2 separate regions of the Zea mays genome follow, and region 1 is linked to region 2. A link is a contact called in public Hi-C data. All regions are on one chromosome and are shown on one strand. Each heading gives the region's core, a stretch centred on a gene start, on an enhancer-like site or on the middle of the called end of the contact. The rest is flanking DNA. Distances are from core to core; before and after follow the strand shown.

What was found. A called contact is a pair of places that touch in the nucleus more often than the background predicts.
Region 1: a Hi-C map of endosperm shows a contact between it and region 2, with 2.3 times the contacts expected there. The contact joins the promoter of LOC100285680 here to the promoter of LOC100193615 in region 2. A contact is called at or near these places in 5 of 25 Hi-C or Micro-C datasets (bundle sheath, ear, endosperm and 2 more).

What each region holds. Positions count from the first base shown.
Region 1 is chr4:185,149,593-185,153,580 of Zm-B73-REFERENCE-NAM-5.0, forward strand. It overlaps LOC100285680 (ubiquitin-protein ligase), which reads right to left and starts at 2,153. Exons shown (of 3, transcript NM_001158571.1): 1 at 1,439-2,153; 2 at 628-974. The coding sequence starts at 947.
Region 2 is chr4:184,747,958-184,752,071 of Zm-B73-REFERENCE-NAM-5.0, forward strand. LOC100193615 reads right to left here and starts at 1,533. Exons shown (of 3, transcript NM_001138716.2): 1 at 684-1,533; 2 at 1-244. The coding sequence starts at 1,187.

The sequences.
Region 1 (3,988 bases), core at 903-3,402, 400 kb after region 2:
AAAATCTGAAATGAATGACAGCAACACTATGCGGACCAACTGATGACTGTCCTCATCTGCCAATAGGCAACGTGACGTGGTGTAATTGTGAGAGCCTGATGAGTGTGTGCCAGTACTTGTGTGTGTACTTGCAAATCCAATGGACACAATTCGAAGAAAAAAAAAGGTCTAATCCTAGTTCACAATGCAAACAATTCAGAACAATATACATCAAATTGCTCAACTTGTTATATCCTACAAGTAAGATTCAAGACCAGAAGGCGTGCCTTGGAATGCATCAAATCCCACTAGGCCCACTTCTAGCCTCCTAATCAATCAATCAATCAGAACGATCCCTAAGCCAGCCTAGACAAATAAAATGGACCTGAATTCGCACATCAGAAATTCAAAATAGAAAGGCTTGTTCTGACTGAGACAACCGACAGCCTGAAACGAAACCAGACAGATAGGCTTAGAATTCTAATCTATTGCTCTACGCAAACGAGCTAGAATTCTAATCTACTGCAGATGAACAACACAAGAATTTGACAGAACTGTTCAGTGTTCTGTTCACTGCCCACAGGAATCGTGACAAAATGAAATTAAATAAAATAAAAAACAGAGAGCATTGCCAGATCTCACACTTACTTGTCTGCGATGAACGAGAAGAGCGGATCGCAGGGCAGCCCGGAGACGCTGATCCGGCGGCACGAGCCGCCGCTGCGGCCGACGAGCAGCTCCACCATGCGGCCGATCTGCTCCGGCTTGCTTTGCTGCTGGCTCCACTCCTCGATGTCGATCTCCTGCCAGCAGTAGGGGCCGGCGACCACCCGCCCCCAGGACTTGCACACCCGCGGCAGGACGGTGAGCACCTCCTGGAGCGGCAGGTTGCGGAAGATGAGCCCCAGCGCGTCCGGCAGCAGCTCCTCCCAGCACCTGTACTCCTTGCCGTCCTCGCACTCCCCCATCACTTCCCTTCCCTTCCCTTCCCTTTCCTGTACCAGGCGAAGCACCGCCCTTATTACGAGCTATCCCATCCATTACGACTGAATGAAGAATGCCAACTGCCGCAGCTCAGGTTAAAACGCGAGTGGGGAATAAGAGCTACTGCTACGTGATTTCGTGCGCCAATCTCCTCACATCAAAGAAGCTGAGAAGAACTCAAGTCAACTGAACACAGATCTTGCAAGTAGACTGAGGCAAGCAAAAACAAGAGATAAGCGAACATTTTGAGAGATCAGATAGAAGGAAAATGCGATTCTTATCAAGCAACCTCATAAAATTTTCTAACCAAGACATCAGAAACCACCGAAGGATGCGGGGAAGCTAATTCCTCGCCCCTCTCCAACCGAGAGCCAAAGCATTTTTTTATTTATTTCCATTTCTTCCAAGCGAGTGCGGGGGGGGGGGGGGGGGGGGGGGGGGGGGGGGGGGGGGGGGGGGGGAGGGGGCAGCTTACCTTGGAGATCACTCAAGAGCCAGAGCCCAGAGATACTAAAAGCGGCAGTCTTCCAGCAGTAAAAATGGCTTTGTGTGCCCTGCGAGCAAACCTAAAGAAGGCAAAAGCACGCGAGAGTGGTGGCAACTGATACGATGTAGTAGTAAGCACCATCCAAAAGCCGGCTAGAAAAAAGCAGCTTCATTAAACGCTAACAATACTGGCTCCAATCACAGGGTACCAGGAAGAGGAAGGCGCGGCACAGATCTAAAAGAGAAGGCCTCTTGCGGCTGCAGGGACGGAAAGCGCAGCATGCCAATTGGCGAGCATCCCGCATACCATTTCTTCCACCCCGTGGCCGCACCAAACAGAAGCTACGGCTCCCAGGTAATTTGTGTGTGTGGGGAAGGACGCGAAAGCTTCGCCCTTTTTGGGGGTCGAAGCTGAAGAACACCGTCTTTGCCCAGCATAAAAATTTGCGCGAGAGAGAACAGCGGAAGAAACTCCGGAGCAGGCAAGCAGCTATCTATCATTACGGTTCGGGGGGGAGGGAGGGATTTTTATTGCCCGCGTATATTTACCGGATTGGTGGTGCGGAGACGAAGGCCCAGATTCCAATTCGGATCTGCGGGAGGCGGCACCTTGTGGAGGAGGGGAAGGGGACTGATCCGGCTGGACTGGACTTGAGGGAGAATCGAGAGGGCGACCCTGAGAATGAGGATGTGTTGGGCACCAGAAGAAGACGGGAGACTGAAGAAGGCTGCGGGCTAGTAGCTTCCGTTCCGTATGTGCGTGTGTGTTCTCGACTTCTCGTTGTCGAGGAGGAGAGAAAAAAAAACGCGCGGCGCGCAGTGGATGCAGCTGCAATCCGCAGATATTGCACGGCACGTTGGGAATTGTTTTTTTTTTTGGGTCTCTCTTCCCGCATAAATTCAAACAAGAATTTACTGTATTTACCAGCCAATGAAGACGGTAAAAATGTGAAGCATTATTCAGACAGCAGCAGCAGGAGAGGTTTTCAGTTGAACAAAAAAATTGTTGGATCTGGTTGGATGTACTGCAAGTGGAGCTGGACCTGCAGCTTTAATTAATCTATAAAAATAAAATATTATAGAAACCCCATCAATCCACAGAAAATGGTTACCATTACCACAACTAGAGTAGAATTCTAAAGTCGTGTCATGTTGACTTTTATTATTATGGAACCAAAGCTGATTTCATCACTGATTCGACACGGCTCAGCATTACTGCGAAGCGAAGCTAGAGAAACTACTGGCGGATGCGCCAGGGTTAGGTAGATTTCGTTGATAGTAAAAACTGTCACGCCGACGCTGCTGGGCGTCAAGGATAGATATACGGGAGCATGGGGGCTAATATAAAAATACAAAATGACTATTACCGAAGACAGCGGCACAAAGGTCACGTCAGTGTGCAGTGGACCAACGCTTTGGGCCTCCGCCGCATCGCCATTTCAGCCGTTAGGAGGTGGTGTGTGACGAGCACTGTATCGCCACAGTCGGTGCTTCCGTCTGTTTTACTTAAGAAGTTGGCACTTTCTCGGCGACGCGACGCCGCCGATGCAACGTGCGGTTCCGCTGTCACAGTGAGTGAACTGCAGCAGCGAGGTCAAATTATTAATCAGAACTCACCTCCAAACGTAGTTGTATTTTTTTTTGCATCGATGATTTATCAGAACTTTTTTGGGCATTGGCCCGTTTAACATCAACTGAAGGCTTCGAAGCCAGCACTACTACTACTAGCCAGGGAGGCAGGGGACTCTGTGGATTTCTGTCTCTCTCTTTCTCAGACCTTGTTCGTCAATCGTCACTACGCCTACTAGCTAGCGTTAGCCGTGAGTCATGTGAACGTGTCTGCCAGGGACGTGCGGCTGCATGATGGCGAGGTAGGACAAGTGTGGATTCCTTTCCCTGTCGCGTTGAATGACAAGCCCGTGGCACCGTGCCCGTGTCGGCCGGTTGCCCTTCCTTCAACACCTAGGACTGTCTGAGAGAAGAGTGTGTATAGCTTGACCGTAGCTCGTGTAGCCCACCCTGGCCGTGCACGCATGCATGCTGCCTGTCGCCGGACAGTTTTCTTATTAGTAATAGGGTTCGCACGAAGGCATGCATTCTGCAAGTGCCACTGTTCTGGGGGCTCCAATCCATGCAGAATCCTTGACCCGCGGCCTCCATTATTGAACGTACGTCTGTATATTGAAAACCAGACCGCGTTCAAAGTGTGTAATGTAATCTGCCGTTCGCACAGCGGCGGGAAAAAATAAATAAAAGGAGAGCGTCTTGCTCTCCCGTCGTCTTTATAAACCTTCGTTTCACACCATCTCGTTTGTCGTTGAAGCTAAGCGCTACGGCAGGCAGCAGCGACGATTAGGGAAGCGAGGTCGGTGACCGGCGGTGAACTTGCTGCTGCTGATAGCCTCCCTAGAATCGATTTAGGGCCCGTTCGGTTGTACCGGAATAAGCCAGGATTCATTCCAGCTCATCAAAATCTATATAAATTAGAGAAGTAATCCGGCTAGGAATTAATCCGTGGCTCCAATCCGGAACAACCGAA
Region 2 (4,114 bases), core at 283-2,782:
CGCCCCGCCGCGCCCCCGCCGCGCAGGCGCCGCCGCCGGAGCCAGCACCGTCACCAGAGCCAGCGACGACACCCGTCGCGGCGGTGGAGTACTGAGGGAACGTGAACAAGCCGGCGAACGGCGCCGGCGCCGGTGGCTCGGTGCACCCCTGGCGCCGCCGCTTCTGCGCCTCCAGCGACTGCAGCAGGTGCTCCAGCTCCTTGACGAAGTTGATGGCACCGGCCACGATCGACGCCTGGTCACCCTGCACCAACCAACCACATCAGCGCTCGATCGGTCGCGTAGGAGACTGTAGGGAGCACGCACGTTGCAAAGGGAACATGCCATTCGGTCGGTCGCGACCAAGGGCTCGGCGCTCAAGAAGGTGCGCGGCTTTTGATGAACGATGATGATGCCTGCAGTGCAGTACACACGATCCCTAGAGATTCCGTGACATGTGCCACCAAAGCGCGGCGAGGCAGCTCCAGCGGATGGCCAGGGGCCAGAGGGAGGGGGGCAGCAAGATTTGACATCCGTTACAGTAAAAGCTGGGCGGGGCCGGCAGCGGCAATCAGCAGCACGGTGGAATGCCAAGCCGTTCGTGCACATGCATGGCATTGGTGACATGACCTGCAAAGCTCTTGCGGCTAGGATACTGCCGGGGAGCGGCAGCCATGGAGGAGATCGTGTGCGTGCGTACGTACCCGCTGCGGGTAGGAGGGCGGCAAGGCGGAGCGGAGCACGGAGAGGTACTCGTTCATCTGCCGCCGCCGGTTGCGCTCCACGGCAATGTGGTTGCGCCGCTGGCTCTCCACCTCCTCCGTGTTCTTCACCGCCTTCGGGCGTTGCCGCCGTCTCCGCCGCGCCGCGGCAGCTGCCTTGCCGTGCCCGGACGATGGCGCTGCGACGGCGGCGGAGGGCGCCGGCGGCAGCGGAGGGGACGCGGAGAGCCGGTGCCGCACGTCGTCCCAGCACTCCTCCACGGCACCAGCAGGTGGAGTGGAGCACGGGCAGAGCGCCGCGTCCCAGCACTCCCACGTGGTGGCCGCGCCGGCACCGGGCGCATCGCTGGCCTCTCCTTGCAGAACCACACCGCCGTTGTCCTCGACCTCCTCGGTGCGGAAGCCGCAGGCCAGTGACGACGCCGAGCGCGCCTTGGCAGTGCCCGCTAGGTGCTCCTTCGGGAACACCACCGCTTCCAGCGCCATGGCCTGCCCTTCCCTCCTGCCCTCCTTCCTAGCTACCTGCCACGACTCGGCGTCTGCTGCACGGGGTGAGTTAGAGCTGCATGCTGGGCAGGCAACAACTGCGACTGCGAGTAGCGCTCAGCTTGGTTGCCCTCGCCACGATGGCCGTGGACATGGAGGAGGAGGAGGAGGAGGAGGAGGAAGAGGAGTGACGAAGTGGCCCTTTAAAAAGGGGTTGTGGAATAACATGGATGAGCAATGGAGACAACGACCCGGTCTGCCACGGGGGGCATGGACCCTGGAACGCGAGGGCGGGGCGCCGGGGCGGTCAGTGGAGGCAAACGACACATATCCGCTCTGGAGCCACTACGTGTCTCCTATACGGATCCGTATTTTTCAAATGCTGCCTTGATTGTTTTGCGCTAGTCGGGCTTGACCAGAGCATCCTAGCATAGCAGGATGACTCTGGCCAACAACAGTTAAGCGTGGTGCAGTCGCAAGAGACCGAACATGGGCAGCTCATGGCATGCCCTCGCCCCACCGATCGCTGAACGAGAACGACGCATGCGTTCTGCACAGTCACTGCGTCACAGCACCACTCAGTCGGGATGGGAACCAGGACTCCTGCCCCTGCAAGAGTTCCCCGATTGAGAAAGCCAAGTACGCGCACCTGCCATCGCCGACGGGTAACCCAAAGCTCGCAACGCAAGAGGGACTGAGGCCCTCACTACACTAGGCTGCAGGTCTCGTGGCAATCCCGGTCCTGAAGGCTTTTTGCCCCGGATTTGAGGGGACGAGCGATGAGATACCATCCATGCCCGCTTAGCTGCCAATTAACGCTACCGAGCTCCGGTTGGACGGACGCGGACCCTCATCAACTTGGTCGAGTGCACACTGCAGACACACACACACACATACTAGCTAGTCCTGTTGACTTAACTGCCCATTTGGCATTTGCCATCTCTGCTGCGCTGGAGCCCGAAAGGCACCGGTCGCCATTAGTCTCCCGTCTCACGCCCGCGCTGGCCCCGTTCGTTCACCCCACGCCCAGCCTGCACGCCGCCGTGACCGACGGCGCCCGGCCATGTTCGGGAACACTACTGCCCGAAGGCGCGCCGTCACGTCGCGGGTGCGAGAAGCCTAGGCGACAGTGACACCACCGTCGCGAGACCCGAGAAAACGCCGGGCTCGTCGTCCTCCTCGTGCAACGGAGAGCAGGTAGCCGTGCGGAGACATGGCCATGGCCTAGCGCCCTGGCCCCTGCCCGCCCCTCCTGGATGCAAAGGGAGCCGACGAGACCGGCTGGGGATACGGGGAAAAGACGGGTGGTGCACGCGTCGGTACGAGCGGGCGTAGGTAGGCAGCGCGCCGGCTGCCGCGGGGCCGGGTCACCCGTGGTGGAATCTGGGAAACCCCGGGTCGTCCCGTCCCGCCGCGGTCGCTCGCAGCCGCAGCTGTTCGATTGGGATGGCACTGTTGGTTGATGCGTCATGCACCTGATCGAACAGCTGCGTGAGGCCGAGCCAACTGGCGAGAGCTGCAGCTGCTCCGGCGTCCGGCCCGCTCGGTCAGGCGGTCAGTGTCGAAAACCTCAGCGCAGCTGCGATCGGACCGTCCGCGCGATCGCTGTGCGTGTGGCGGAATGAAGATGCTGCTACGCTACAGCAAACAGGCGTTTTCGTTGTGAATCGTGGTGTCAGGCGTGGTAGGGTAGCAGCCTAGCAGGAGTTGCCGCCGGCGTATTGATACGTATCTACAATTCAAGATAGCACTATAAGTATACAGAGTGAATATTACACTATACTGTATAGTAACTCAAAAAAAAAGAATTGTGGGTAACCCGTAACTCTTGCATGTTACATGTGACCATGTACTAAGTAACCGAGCAGTCGGACCCATGGATCGAGACCCGTTGACAGTCGGACCCATGGATCGAGACCCGTTGACAGGGCCATTGGCCTCATGATCCGCTACTCACTCGGAGACAGGTCCGGTGCCACCACATGTCCCAAGGATAAAAATACCCAGAGACTACTACCATAAGTACGGACCTCCGTAAGTGGGTCCCAGACCTTCACGTGTACGGTCTAGACCCCCACGGGGGAGTCTAAGACCTCCACGTATGTCATCTGGAACCCTGACGATCCCCTCCAGACTTTAAGCCAGCATGCGCTCTTGGTCCCCGCTCTCTGCTCGGATAGAGGTCCGGTACCGCCACGTGGCCTATGGGCGCGTGGCACAAGCCTTCGGTTGTAAGCAAGCTCGCACGCCCGCATTCAATACGGGCGGTTGAGGCACGCTGCTTTGCACAGGGTATGGACAGGCTTTTGACAGGCAGTGCAGGCTCGAATGATCGCACCACGCGTTACCGAATGGACGGTTGTGTGCCAGCGCCGCGCGCATGGGTCGCACAGTAAGACACGTGTTAACGAGTCAGGTAGTGGTGTCTCAGCGCTGCTGCACGTGGCCGGCCCATCATAACCTACCGCCGGATTGGGCAGTGCACCCTCTACAGCACCGATCAGAAGCGACAACTCAGGTCTATTAACATAACCAGCCCATACGCAGGTTAGCATAACCAACTCCACTCCGTAGCTAACACGTGTCAGCAAACAGGACGAAGGTGTGCTCGGGTCAGAAGATCCACGTGAAGGCCAAGGGAGAAGATCTTCGTCTGCCACAACATTTAATACTCAATGTTGTACCTTATTTAATACTAGATTAATGGGGGCCCACCTATCGGTACCAAGCGCCCTTGTATGTGCGCCATTTAGCCTATAAAAGGGAGGGCCCATGCGATACAAAAACTCGAGCTCTCAAGCACACAGACATCCTCAGCAATGCAACTCCAAGTGGATGTAGGGCAGGGGCGGATCTGCGTCCGGGGCTGCAGCCCCGGTCGCGGCCCAGCTACAGAGAATAGGCAGCTCGCAGCCCATCAGGTTACC